2 separate regions of the Oryctolagus cuniculus genome follow, and region 2 is linked to region 1. A link is a contact called in public Hi-C data. All regions are on one chromosome and are shown on one strand. Each heading gives the region's core, a stretch centred on a gene start, on an enhancer-like site or on the middle of the called end of the contact. The rest is flanking DNA. Distances are from core to core; before and after follow the strand shown. Region 1 overlaps SCHIP1 (schwannomin interacting protein 1). Region 2 has its middle 180 kb from the start of IQCJ.

What was found. A called contact is a pair of places that touch in the nucleus more often than the background predicts.
Region 2: a contact with region 1 is called in a Hi-C map of an unstated tissue, with 2.5 times the contacts expected there. The contact joins two enhancer-like sites. A contact is called at or near these places in 2 of 6 Hi-C or Micro-C datasets (skin fibroblasts and an unstated tissue).

The regions. Positions count from the first base shown.
Region 1 is chr4:120,814,229-120,818,198 of mOryCun1.1, reverse strand. SCHIP1 (schwannomin interacting protein 1) reads left to right here. Exons shown (of 9, transcript XM_008266404.4): 5 at 2,705-2,822; 6 at 3,786-3,970. Among named protein-coding and RNA genes, the nearest start is that of IL12A, 110 kb to the right of the region's middle. Within about 2 kb of position 2,053, at least 1 of the 8 cell types and tissues checked has an H3K27ac peak or open chromatin away from gene starts, as enhancers often do.
Region 2 is chr4:121,463,679-121,467,799 of mOryCun1.1, reverse strand. No RefSeq gene overlaps it. Among named protein-coding and RNA genes, the nearest start is that of IQCJ, 180 kb to the left of the region's middle. Within about 2 kb of position 2,714, at least 1 of the 8 cell types and tissues checked has an H3K27ac peak or open chromatin away from gene starts, as enhancers often do.

The DNA of each region.
Region 1 (3,970 bases), core at 804-3,303:
GGGCAGGTCCTTCACCAAAAGGCCACGTGGAGACAGAATAACAGGATGCATAATCAAACTTCCTTCAGAATCAACAAGTATCCTCGGACATTGTGACATTTACTGTTACGGTATTCTGGGCTCTTTTCTGTGTGTGTAATCTTGTATCCTATTGCCAGACACTTCTTTTCAGGACTTTATCTACTCAATAGACAGAAAAGGCTATACAATCCTACATTTGGATTTGACTAGCCTTTACAATGTATAAAAGTACTTAAAAGTACATTGGTGGGGGGAGCTGTGTTGTGGCGGAACAGAGTAAGCCACAGCCTGCCATGCCAGCATCCCATACAGGTGCTGATTCGTACCCCAGCTGCTCTACTGCTGATCCACCCTCCTGCTAATGTGCCTGGGAAAGCAACGCAAGATGGCCCAAGTACTTGGGACCCTGCACTCATGAGAGACCTGGATGAAGCTCCAGGCTCCTGCCTTCAGCCTAGCCCAACCTTGGCCATTGTGGCCATTTGAGAAGTGAACCAGCAGATGGAAGGCCCCCCTCTCTCTCTTTCTCTCTTTCTCTCTTTCTTTCTCTCTCTCTCTCTCTCTCCCCCCACCCCCCTGGGTAACTCTGCCTTTCAAAGAAATAAAGAAAAATCTTTTAAAATATTGTTTAAAGTTCATAGGTAATGCCTTTAAAGATAAATTTATTTTGGTGCTAACAAACTAAATCCATGCATACAACGGGTCTTCAAAAATTTCATGGAAAACCTATATTATGAAAAAACTGGATTTCAAACCTTGTTTGTACCAAAGTGAACTAATCTTTTAATTCCCTTTTTCCACAAACTTTTTGAAAGAACTCTTGTATCTCTTTTTTATTTGTAGTTTTTTCCCACCCATCTTTCAAAATACAGATCTTGCATTTTATTAAATATGTGTTGATTTTATTCTCTTAGACCAACTACACATTCAAGCTAAAATTTGATGGGATCAAAAAGTAATCTGAACATATTAGATTTTTCCAGAAAAGAAAAAAACTCAGTGGAAGAAAGTTTTAAGGAAACAGGTCCCGACTCTGTAGAAGGATGCCTCTGTCAGAGAGGTGATGCGGCATCAGGGGTTGCTCTGGTGAAGTGGGAGGTGTTAGAGTGGGTGGCTTTGGCAGTCCCTTTAGAAAGTCACAGCACCTCTAACATTCAGTCTTCCTTTGTCTAGGATCTGAGTGAGTACAAAAGGGAAGAGAGCTGACATACAGAGCCCCTGACTGATGCCAAGCTCTAAACTCTGTTCTATTTATTAAAAAAAAAAAAAAAAAACAAAACAAAAAAACACCTTTTTGTTATTTATTTTGAGAGAGAAACAGAGATAAACCTCTAATTTGCTGTATCACTCTCCAGATACCCGCAATAGCTGGGGCTGGACAGGCCTAAGCCAGAAGCCAGGAACTCCATCCACATGTCCCCCATGGAGGGCAGAGACCCAAGTACTTGAGCCATCACCCACTGCCTCCCTAGGGGGGCAGAAGCAAGGATCTTGAATCAGAACTGGAACTAAGATTCAAACCCAGACACTCCCATATTGGATGGGGGCATCCGAGTAGCTTCTGAGCCACTGCACCAAACACCTGCCCTGATCAAACTCTTTCAGTCCTTCTTCCAAAACATTGAATTGAGCAGTATTCACCCCATCTTACAGGTGAAGAAACTTGAAGGTCATAGAACTTACAGACTGTTCTTAGAGAAAGAAGTGAGGATGCAGAAGCTGAGTCCAGCTGAGTCCAGCTGACTCCTAACACCCTGAGCTAACTACAGCAAAACCTGTTGCCTGCTTCCCACCAGCCCTGGGTGGGGCTCTCCCTGCTTGTGCTGGTCCCCTGGGGACCCTGTTTCCTCACTGTGGACAGAGCTGGAGCTTTCAGTCATTACAGAGTCTAACAACAGGTGGCAGTAACTCCCTGTAACAATTGCCGTGCCTGTGTTAAATCAGGTTAGACACACAGAGGGCTGAGCCTTTGTGACTGTGCTTCCAGCAGCAGCACTCCCGGCGGCGCAGCACTCCGGGACGGCCACGAAGGGGATGGGCTCCCCAGAGCTCCCTGCCTCGGAGGCCCTGCGTGTGGGAGGCAGTCCGCAGGGCTCTGCAGCAGGTGTGGGGTTCTTTACATTCCTCAGGGGTGAACCTGTGATATTGTTCAGTGACATCACTTGTCTTTTGGCAAGTGCCTTAAATAATGCCTTCTTTCAGAGGACCCTATTCTATTTGAGAAAAAAAAAAAAAGGAGGAATTTGTATTCAGAGAGCTATGACCGTGGGATGCCACCTCTAGTGAGATTCTTTGGATTGTCCCCTGGGATAGGACCCTTGGTGACACCAGGCAGCCTTCTGCGGCTGAGGAGTCCATTCATGTTGACTGACAGGACTGTGCACTCGGTGACTCAGCACACTTGAATTGTAGGTCAACTGTGTGTTTGGTATTGTGCTGGTTGCTATACTACGCCAGTCTTAAAGCGTTTTTCACTTAACGTGGAAGTTGCATGAAAAATCTAACGTTAGGAAACCCTCTAATAAAAATTGTCATTTGTAAGTGGAGGGTAATAGTGGCCCCTCACTTTTCTTATGAAGAACACATAAAACTACTTTCTGTTCATAAACATCAGCAGTCCTTTTGGCTATGGCCAAGCAACAAATAGCAAAGAAGAATGTGTGTTCTGTTTGTTTCTTCCTAGACTGCAGAGTGGGATGAACCTGCAGATATGCTTTGTCAACGACAGTGGCAGCGATAAGGACAGCGATGCTGACGACAGCAAGACTGAAACCAGCTTGGACACCCCCTTGTCTCCCATGGTGAGTCCAATGGTCACCAGCCAGTGTGCAGTGTTGCTTTCCTGGCCATTCAGCTGCTTTTCTGTTGTGAATGTGGAACAAACCTTGCAGAGGTTAACAAAAGAAGCATCTCTTGAAATTGCATGCTCCTAAGATTGGACAGTGATTGAAAAATCAGAGTTGTGACTTAAAAGAATACATAAGCTTTATTAAAGTTAATGATTACTTTCCTATGAAACCATAAATCAGATATGTTCCAAAAAAATTATCAAGGAGAAAATATGCTGAATACCAGTCCCCATTCCCACCATGGCTTAGAAATGTGAGCTCATTCCTTCCGTGTGTATCACAAAAGTTGCTTGAATTATCATAGGTGCTTGTTGGTAGAATTCTCTCCTCTGTATGAGGAATGTCTGCATCACTCACCTTTCCTACCAAAGACCAACAAGTAGAAACTGTGTGAGTCATTGGATACCTGAGATCTGAGGTCCAACACAGTGCCTTCACTTGGCAATGAATACTTAGTTGTGTCTGGTCACTTTAGGAAACTTGAGACCCAGGATTAAAGAAGTGTCGCAGGCTTGTCATAAACATGAGAGGCCTTCAAAGGTCCATGGAAGATGCATTATGGGAAAACTATGTATGAATTTCAAGAATTTTTTGTACCCAAAGCACCGTATTTTTTTCCATTATTACATTTTTCATGGTCTTTTTGAAGTATCTCCTGTAGTATATTTTCTTATTAAGTATACTCTTGATTACACTATTATTTTTACTGCCCCTCCTGTTGGTGTGAAAATTAGATTGTATTGCATGGTAGACCTCTTGTATGTGACTTGAGATTCATCTGGGTCCAATCCAGCAGCTCAAGATGGAGTGATGGAGGAAATTCAGCCCCTGAGAGGGCCCCAGGCACGTTGTCACCCTCTCCAAGTGATGCTAACTGGCATGGAACACTCAGCCTGCTGTTTTTCCCCTTTGCAGAGCAAACAGAGTTCTTCCTATTCTGATAGAGACACTACTGAAGAGGAATCTGAATCCTTGGATGACATGGACTTCCTTACAAGGCAAAAGAAATTGCAAGCTGAAGCCAAAATGGCCCTTGCCATGGCCAAACCAATGGCCAAAATGCAAGTTGAAGTGGAAAAGCAGAACAGGAAAAAGTCTCC
Region 2 (4,121 bases), core at 1,465-3,964, 650 kb before region 1:
AGCTGAAGAATGAATTACCTCAATTGTCCTGGAAAGAATGCCATGGGACCCCAAGATTAATGGTACCACTTGAGTGATCCCAATTTTTAGCAAGAATGGCTGAGTAATCAGCTAGATGACTCACCAAATCTATCCAAATAAACTACTAAAAGCCAGTTCTAGCCTGGCTGCCCAAGATGACCTTGGTATAAGGCTCTTTTGTACTTTCCTTTTATAAATAAGAAATCTCCAGTGTTGGTGAGGGGAGGTAGTTATTCAGATCTCTAGATTAGGTCTGCATCCTTCATTCTTCCATTCAACAAACATCTGAGCGAGTGCCTAGTTTATGCCAGGCCTTCCTTTGCCAGGCATGGGGGTACAGTGATCACCCAAATGCACACAACCTCTGCTCTTGCAGTTTACATAGTTTCCTGCACCTACATTCAGACTGCTTCATCACCTTCGAGTTCAAGTTTCATTGCCCTTTTTAGATATACAGCCTCCAGGCTTTAAATACCTCAGGAGAAAGCTAATGACCACAGGAAGAAAGTCTTGTTACAAAATCACAGTAGTTCTGGGAGGTATCTCAGCTCTAAAAGAGGATTTCCAGAACCCCCTTCCAATGCAATGCGGAGAGCTGTGAAATTATACAGAACTGAAACCCTGTGCTTCTTAATAATTTAATAACCTAGATTTTCCAGGTCAGGGGCAAGGTATAACATTGTGTCCAGCTATTATAAATTAGATTCTCTGTGTTCTACTGCTTTAGCACCCAAACTGTGGCTTCCATTCTACCAAAGAACACAAACTTCATTAGTCCAATTGTCTTAGATTTGGGTTCAGAGAATATAGTAATAATATACCAGAAAAAGAAGAGTTCTTGTTCTTGATATTAACATGGAAGCATTTATGCTTTTGTTTTCAAACCAGAGTCAGAATATTCATGTTTTCTTTTTCAAAAGTTTGGGAATTATGTAATCATTATGAAAGTGTGCATAAATATATTTTTGTATAAAAATAGTGTCTGTACCACAATCTCTTTTTCCTTTTACATCCTTGAATATTGGCTGATAACAGAGATTCCAGTTCCTGAATTATCCTTTTCACTTCATGGTTGGAGGTTATTTTTTCTGTACAAGTTTAAAAATGAGCATGTTGTTTTGGTTTTGGGATTTCAAAGATCTTTTTAGAAGACTGCTAACATTCAATACTGCCTGGATTCAATTTTGTGCAAAATTGACCACTCATTGATCACTGGCTCATTCCTCTCTGGTAACCTAATAAATCCTCCTTAGCAGTCTCTGGGCTTATTGACCTGTGAGTGTAGATGCAAAATCCTTGGATGGCATGCACCTTTCTTTGGATAAAGTCTGCTGGGCATGAGCTTGTTTTCTTTGCCATTTATTTCAAGTCCAGCCTTGACATTTGTGCTCATGTAGATTTCCTCCTTGTGCTATAGTTTACAAGAGACAAGCATTGGATCTCTAATTTAGATCCTAGTGCACCCCTCTCAGAGTCCAGTATCATCCAGTATCATTTCCCTCATTGGATAAGCATGAAAGATGCATTAGGTGTAAGGAGAAATCGGGTGTTTTGGAACAGGAGATGAGCCATTATTATAACACCCCCTACTGCCCCCCTCCCCATTTTCTGGAAAGCTCCTTTGTGTAAGGCTCTGTTGGGCTTTCCTTTTACAAATAAGAAATCTCTGTGGGAGGCAGTTATTCATATCGCTGGATGAAGTTTGCATCATTCATTCATTTGTTCAACAATTATCTGAATGCCTAGTGTATGCCAAGCTTTTGCAGGTACTGGGTATACAATGATTATCCAAATGCACACAACCTCTGCTTTTAACAGTTAAGATAGTTTCCTACCATGGCTGCAATTGTTGTAACAGAAGCACTGATAACTTATAGGAGATACTCATTAACTGTTTGTTGATTATCTATACAGAAGTCTTGGGTATTATTAACAAACATACGACTGTTGAAACATCTTAGAGCTGAATTTCCCAGAGTATGGTACCCAGCTGATTAGTTTTTAGATGGTCAATAAATGTTAATTGGAAAAGAGATGAAACAAACCAATTCATTTATTCCAGAATGCCTTAGAGCAAATTTAAATTAATACACATTTTGAGCCTGCAGGAAGAGGTACTGTTTTCATATTTCCCAAACTCCCTTGACCAGGCAGTCCAATATGACACACATTATTGTATTATTAATCCATGGAACATATGTTGAGAAAAACCATTCTAGAGTTAGTAGTTACTGAAGAAAAATTCTAAGAGCTGCAATTTCTTTGACTCCATAATAAAATTAATATGAATTGAACAGTGCATTTTATAAAACTTCCAGTTAAAATTTTACACATGACATCCCCTTTTTTAGTGTAGAAATGTATTATGCAGATGGAAATGTTATTAAGTCAGCTCACATATAAACCTTATTACATTAGCTGGCTTGCAGGATGTGTGTGTGTGTATATATATATATATCTGTATATATATATATATTACACTCAGCAAAACAACAGTATTTGGAATATGAAGTTTTATGAAGTCAGTAAGTAACTCCTTTTTTCTTCTTGGACTAGGAACTAATTTTTATAGACGAGATTTAAGCAGAAGGAGATCAAAATCTCAGCTTTATTTCCCATCCAGGTTGGATTTATGGGTGCAATTCTGACTGTGGCCACACTGGGCCACCTGCTTCCTAAGTGTGGAATCAGATAAGCTTAGCAGCCACAGGAGGCACCGAACTCCGTTGGCCTCAACCCAGGGCAAGGCTGCACTGGATTCTGTAGAGGGAGGCCGATTCTGCAGAAAAACAGATGGAGGGTGAACCTGGGCTGCAGATACTTGATTGTTTTGCTTAATTCTTCAGTCAGTGAGTGAGGAAAGGAAATCACAGGCTGGAGGCCTTTAGGAAAAGAATTCCTCGTGGAAACCTGAGGAAGTGAAAGAAGGAAGTTCCCAATATCAGCCACTTCATGTAGCACCAAGTTGGCTTTTTATCATGATTACCATCATACTATCTTCTATTTACTTTGGTCTTTAGGTGATTATGTGTATTACAGTATATTAATTGTTAGTGATTTCAAGTAAGAATTACTTGGGGACTTTAAAAAAAAAAAAGGTTGTCAAAACTGTAGCAGATTTATGTTCGAGAAGGGACTTTGTCATTGTTAAACTGTAGAAAACACCAAGTTGTAGAAACTAGGAAAAAAAAGAAATCCGTTTTGCTTAGAAAACTAACATGACTAAGACATCCAGGTAATCATTTTTTTTCCTTTATTTTTGTTTGGATGCTTTAGCATTGCATAGATATAGTTTGAGGAGGTACTGAAGTAAATTTTTCCTGGTCTCAAGTCAAAATCACTATTACTTTATAGAATTTGCCCAGTAACACTGATTGTGTGAAAAACTGTTTTCTCTTCCTCATACTTATAATTCTCTCTTAAAACCTAACAGACTACTATGCTTTTTAGAGAAGGTTTCTGTTGTTTGGACTATTTTGGTTTTAATTAAAAGAGAGAATACATTAATAGTGATGATTAGACTCATTCCAAGTCAGCTTCATTTTGGCTATAAAGATTATTTATTTGTCTTGTAAAGGAATGAGATGATTTAACTATTAGCTTAAAAGAATATCAATGACAGCTGAAAATCCTTTTTTTAAAAAAAATCCTACATTACAACATGTGACTAAATGTAACTCACTAAATACATCACGTGGTAGTGCTCATTACATAGTCTAAAGTAATACCCATATGTCATATCTATCAGGTAGTTGTATAGAATAATTATAATACAGCTTTGGGGTGGGCGTTTGGTACAGAGGTTATAATGTTGCTTGGTTTGCCCAAATTCAGAATGAAAGTTCCTGAATTTTGATCTTGGCTCTGCTTCTGATTATAGCTACCTGCAGATGTATGCTCTGGGAAGCAACGGGTGATGGCTCAAGGGTTTGAGTCCCTGACACTCACATGGGGAACCTGGATAGAGTTCTGGGCTTTTGGTTCCAGCCTGGCTGTTGTGGGCATTCGAGGAGTGACCCAGTGAATCAGAGGTCTCTGACTCTCTCTACCTCTTAAATGAATATAATAAATCTAGTATAGCTAAAATTTTGTTACTTTAT